Regions from separate parts of the Oryctolagus cuniculus genome. Here region 2 is linked to region 1. Evidence: chromatin contacts called from public Micro-C data. All regions are on one chromosome and are shown on one strand. Each heading gives the region's core, a stretch centred on a gene start, on an enhancer-like site or on the middle of the called end of the contact. The rest is flanking DNA. Distances are from core to core; before and after follow the strand shown. Region 1 holds the start of DMBT1 (deleted in malignant brain tumors 1). Region 2 has its middle 28 kb from the start of PLEKHA1.

Region 1 (2,730 bases), core at 120-2,619:
GTGTGTGTCTGTGTGTCTCCTGTTTCTGTGTGAGTGTGAGAGGTATGACTTGTTGTCGATGAGTGTGCGTCTGTGTGAGTGTCTGGATGTGTGAATGTGTGTCTCCTCTGTGTGTCTGAGAGGTATGATTTGTTGTATACGAGTGTGTGTGTGTGAGTGTGTCTTTGTGTGAGAGGTATGATTTATTGTATACAAGTGTGTGCATACACATGCATATGTTTGTCTATTGTGTGTCTTTATGATGTGTCTCTGTGTGAGTGTGTCTGCATGTATGTAGATGTGTTGAGATCCACAGTATTTAGAAAGAGGAACCCTATTTAGCCAGCTGGAGGCAGGCAACAGCCAGACTGCCAGGCAGTGGGAACAGCATGAGACAGGACCACGGCCAGACCCGGCACTACTGAAGGGGGAAGTGCAGGTTATCCCAGGAAACAGAATAAAATCAAGGGTAGAAAACAGGAGGAACATGTGGGGAGCTGAAATCCAGGGGTTGTCAGGCTGTGGGGAGACACAGCCACAGCAGGGCATGGTTTGGTACCCTCCAAGAGACAGAGGAAAGGAGGGAGAGAGAGAGAGAAAGGGAGAGAAAGAGAGAGAGAGAGAGAGAGAGAGAAAGGCAAATGGTCCTGCTCACACAGAATCTCAGTAAACTGACACTGAGACTCAACAGTCACCGGGCCTCCCCACCAGCTCTGTCCCCGTCACCACCGGACGCTCTGAGAACACAAAGCCAGGCCTGAGGGATCAACTGCAAATCACTGGTCTAACAGTGACAGCCACGGGTCTGGGATCCTGATCATCTTGTCTGTGTCAGTTACTTGGCCTGATTCGCTCGGCAAATACTGGTCTCAAGCCAGACACGGCTGCAGGAGGAAGGCGCATGGCGGGCGTTTGCAGGGGAGCCTCTTCTGCCAGTTTCCAGAACACACAAAGCATGTACTTAACCAACAAGGACAAAGTCGAGGCTTCTGATCAGTAAGCATCCCTCTTCCCTGAACCTCAAGGATTCTCCTAAGCCCAAGCAATCATTTCCTCTCCTTCATCATACGTAATGATTGGTGTGGTCTAACTACAACCCTCTGTCCTTCTCAGTCAAAAGCAAAATTAGAAAGCACTGTTCCTTCTAAACACTTGCCAGCCACCACGAATACCAACCACGAATCACCCTCGAGGTGGAACAAGTAGCTATCACTCGCCACGGCCGGGTTCGCAGGAGGGAAGGTCATGAATACAATTAGACGTATACCTTGAGATAGAGCTGGACCCCATAACAGACTGAGTGCGAGGACAGTGGAGATGTCCATGGTGCTGGCTTCCTCTGCACCTAAGTGGTGTTTCCTTGGTATTTATGGGTTCCTGGGTGAGAGGAGGCGTGTCCTCTGAGGTGGCATAATCACCCTATCGCTGCCATAAATCAATCTCAAGGAAGTGAGGGGCTGTGCTGACGGTCACTGGCTAATCTGAGGGAGCAGCTTAGGTGTGTTTGATTGATCGCTGCTTGAATGACCTGGCCGTGGCCCAACTGCAAACACACCAGCATTGGCGTGTGATTTCCAGCTTCCTCCTAGGGGCACCCCCCAGGCTACCAAGCGCTGCCTGAACACGGGCTTGATCTGCGCCTTGGAGAGTCTGAATGAACCTGTGGGAAGCAGGATGTGGGCTGCTGCGCAAACACAGAACACCATGCCAAAGGGGAGAGCTCATTTGTCCTGGCCCCTGTGCGTACAGCCTGCCTCGGAGGAATGAGGATGACAACAGTGCAGACGTGACGGGGGAGCAGAGGGCACGAGGAGCAAGTCAGTGGAGGCCGCGGGTCTGCCCCAGCTCCAGCCACCGTCTCCTGGGACTCTCACTAACCCCAGAGCACAGGAGCTGAGAAACATGTGTCCTCACACTGAACCACCTGCGACCAATTCACAGGGTTTGGAGTTCTCGTCCTTGGCATTCATGCTGTATAATGCTTGGAGCTGGGCAAAGTCACGAAGCCGGGCCCCAGCCTTCGCCCACCTTGCAGAGAATGCCATTCCTCGGGTTTGCTTTGCAGCCAGCACCTCACTGGATGGCATCTCCATCACTAGACTTTGACAATCCCCTGCCAATCAGCCAAGAAGGCTGCCTGCTCTCGTTTAGTGAGACACGCTGGGCGGCTGGCGTGTTGGTAAGAAGCAGGCAGCTTTGCAGGACATCCCCGTTGTCCCATCTGGCATGAGCAGTGTCCTGCCTCTTAGCTGTGACGCCAGGACTAGCGGATGACACGCTGACTTCCTGCTGCTAATGAGTAGTGTCCGAGCTTCTTTCTGGAGGGCACCTTGAGCCTAGGGCTTGTGTCAGCCACCAGCCAGGATCAAGGGTGCATTCGGCTTCACCCAGATGAAAATCATTCAAGCTGCAGTTTCCCCTGTGACCCCCCAGCTTCTGCTGTGGTTCTTCTGAGGAACACTCATGCTCCCAGCTCTGTTCATTCTCTCACTGCCTCCAAGCACACGCGAGAGAACGACACAGGGCTGCACATCTGCTAGAGAATCCCTCTCAGCAGACACGCATCGATGATGATCGGTGGGTTCCTGCAGCACGGGGCTCAGAGTGGTTATGAAGCTAGGTCTGGGATCATCAGGAAGAGTGCTGTGACAGACTGGCAAGATCTGCCTTGAGCTTGGCAGAGGAAGGTGCTGGCAGGACTAGTATCTGTGAGAGAAGTGTCCCTTCCTCTCAGATGCATACAGCCTGGTC
Region 2 (2,730 bases), core at 118-2,617, 220 kb after region 1:
GGATCGTCACAGCGCCGGCCGTGGTGGCCATTAGGGTAGTGAACCAACAGAAGGAAGACCTTTCTCTCTGTCTCTTTTTCACTGTCTATAACTCTCTCTCTCTAATTCTGCCTGTCAAAAAAAATTTTTTTTAATTCTCTTTTAAGAAGCTCCCATTTGTAAGAAGGGCTTTTAAAATCATCGCAAGAATTTCTGTCTAGAGCAAGTGTTTGGTCCAGTGCTTAAAACACCACTTGGGATGCCTCCATCCCGTGTCAGTCCCTTGGTTCAAGTCTTGCCTCCAATTCCCATCTGCTTCCTGGTAACGTGCACCCTGGGAGGCAGCGGATGATGGCTCAAGTACCACACAAGTGGGAGGTCCACCACCCATGCAGGAAGACCTGGACTGAGCCCCCAGCTTCTAGTTTCGGCCTGGTCTAACCTCTGCTTTCGGGGAGTGAACCCGTGGATGGAAGATGTCTTTCTGTCTCTCTGCCTGTTTCTCGCAAATATATATATATATATATATATATATATATATATATATATATACTTGACAGGCAGAGTGGACAGTGAGAGAGAGACAGAGAGGAAGGTCTTCCTTTTTTCCGTTGGTTCACCCCCGCTACGGCCGGCACACCACGCTGATCCGAAGGCAGGAGCCAGGTGCTTCTCCTGGTCTCCCATGGGGTGCAGGGCCCAAGCACCTGGGCCATCCTCCACTGCACTCCCTGGCCACAGCAGAGAGCTGGCCTGGAAGAGGGGCAACCGGGACAGAATCCGGCGCCCCAACCGGAACTAGAACCCGGTGTGCCGGCGCTGCAGGCGGAGGATTAGCCTATTGAGCTATGGCGGCGCCGGCGCAAATATATTTAAAAAAAAATTCTGTCTCCAGACTTCTGCTTCCTAGGTTCAGAGACCTTGTGCATACTGTGGCTATCTGGATAACCAGAGCCTCACCGGGATGTACAAATTTTACTTTCAACTGCTGCGCTCCGAGGCTCTGCCACTGAACTTTGCGAGGCGGACCGCGCCCCCTAGTGGAGAGAGATGGATTCTCGGGATTGCCGCAGCGACTGACGGGCAGGAGGCGCCTGGCTGCTAAGTAAGGTTGTGTCAGTTTCCACTTCTGAAGCCAGCGCGGGGCAGCGGGGTCACAGGGTCGCTCTCGGGCACCGGGGAAGGAAGAGAATCGGGCACGTGGCTCACAGTGAGAACCCCTACGTCCCTTTTGAGCTTCTGTGTCAAGATCCCCCAGAAAGTTGGGGCGCAGGCTGCACAATCAGCCTTGGCAGCCAGGCTCAGCGTCACCCGTGCGCTGGTTCCCTCCAGCCCCTCCCCTGGGAGACCAAGCCCGGCCTGCCAGGCCCATTTAGGAGACAGCCCTCAGCCCGGCCCACTGCGCCTGGAGGAACCCATGGTATTTCCTGCAGACAGCAGCCGCTCAGAGGACCTGGCCTGCCTGCGGCAAGTGCTTGGCACGTGGGTCTGTCACATGCATGGCCCACAGGTATTTGCTGAACACCTGAATTAGGCACCCCAAGACTTCTCAGCGAGACTTGGCAGGGATTGCACACAGACGGGCTAGTGGCCAGGCCTGAGTTGGAGCTTGGGACAAGGAAATGCCTGGTCCTTTCTTATCAGATGTAGAAAATTCACCTACCTCCTGGGGGAGGGGTGGGGTCAGGGAGATGGCACCTGTGTCTCCGCCACAGAGAGGCTCAGGAAGCGATTTCCAGCCAGAATCGTCACCCCTGCACAGCGAGGTGGTGGACATGACAAGGGGCCCCTCTCCCCATCACCCCAAGTCCTAGCACCTCTTCTCGAAGGCAGGAGATAGTGCCCAACCCCCAAGGCCCTTACCCTGTCAGCTGTGGGGGTCACCCTGGCATTTGGACCCCTCATGTCTTTACTGCTCGCTCTAGGGACACGTTGTGGGCATTGCTGCTTTGCAAGGTTCACCCTTGAGGATCCCTGGTGCACGAGTGTTCATGTTCCAGGGGGTTAATTGTTGCTGCCCGCAGGAAGTGGGTGTCTCTCCAGTTTTACGATGCTTCCAAGCCATGCCCCAGACACCAGCAGAGCTGCTTTCCAGAGATTCTGGATGTCACTGTCCCTGTTACCCTGTAGGGCTCTGCTAACTGTCACACCCCACTTTCTCTAGAGCCCCGAATGCCCAGCCCTGAGACGTCTGTCCAGTGACACTGTCCCTTGGTGACATTTCTGATGTCACACAGTTTGAAGGTGAGGCAAACACATCCTCTCCTTCCTCCCCAAATGCAAGGAATTGCCAAAAAGTCATGGAAAATCTGTACTATGAGAAAAGCAGGCAAAAAGCTTTTGCACCAAAAGAAATGTACCTTTTAGCTGCATTTTCCATGAACTTTGGGAAATCCGCTCCTACAGCACTCCCTATTAAAGAAACCATCCTGTTTAACGAGAGAGGGAGAGAGAGAGAGAGAGAGCTTGTGAGCAGGTTCTAAGGAGACATGGATAATCCCATTTTGAATGCAAATCAAAATTTGTCAAGGCCAGCAGCCTTGGATTTTCTTCTCTGTGATTTTTCTCTTTTGACAACATGTGTTATTTTATAGGCGTTATATTTACTGGTTAAAGAAGTGACACTATACACACCTCTGAAAACAGACCCCGGCTCCCTGTGAGGGCCTGGGCAAGTTTTTCAAACACGGTGCTCCTAACTCTGTGACCCCAGCTCTGCTTAAACAGTTTTCAAACTGAACAGCCAGGCTA

The links. A called contact is a pair of places that touch in the nucleus more often than the background predicts.
Region 2: a Micro-C map of ear pinna shows a contact between it and region 1, with 5 times the contacts expected there. The contact joins the enhancer-like site here to the promoter of DMBT1 in region 1. A contact is called at or near these places in 3 of 6 Hi-C or Micro-C datasets (ear pinna, psoas muscle and an unstated tissue).

The regions. Positions count from the first base shown.
Region 1 is chr15:8,480,150-8,482,879 of mOryCun1.1, forward strand. DMBT1 (deleted in malignant brain tumors 1) reads right to left here and starts at 1,370. Exons shown (of 33, transcript XM_051824338.2): 1 at 1,247-1,370. The coding sequence starts at 1,304.
Region 2 is chr15:8,704,289-8,707,018 of mOryCun1.1, forward strand. No RefSeq gene overlaps it. Among named protein-coding and RNA genes, the nearest start is that of PLEKHA1, 28 kb to the left of the region's middle. Within about 2 kb of position 1,368, at least 1 of the 8 cell types and tissues checked has an H3K27ac peak or open chromatin away from gene starts, as enhancers often do.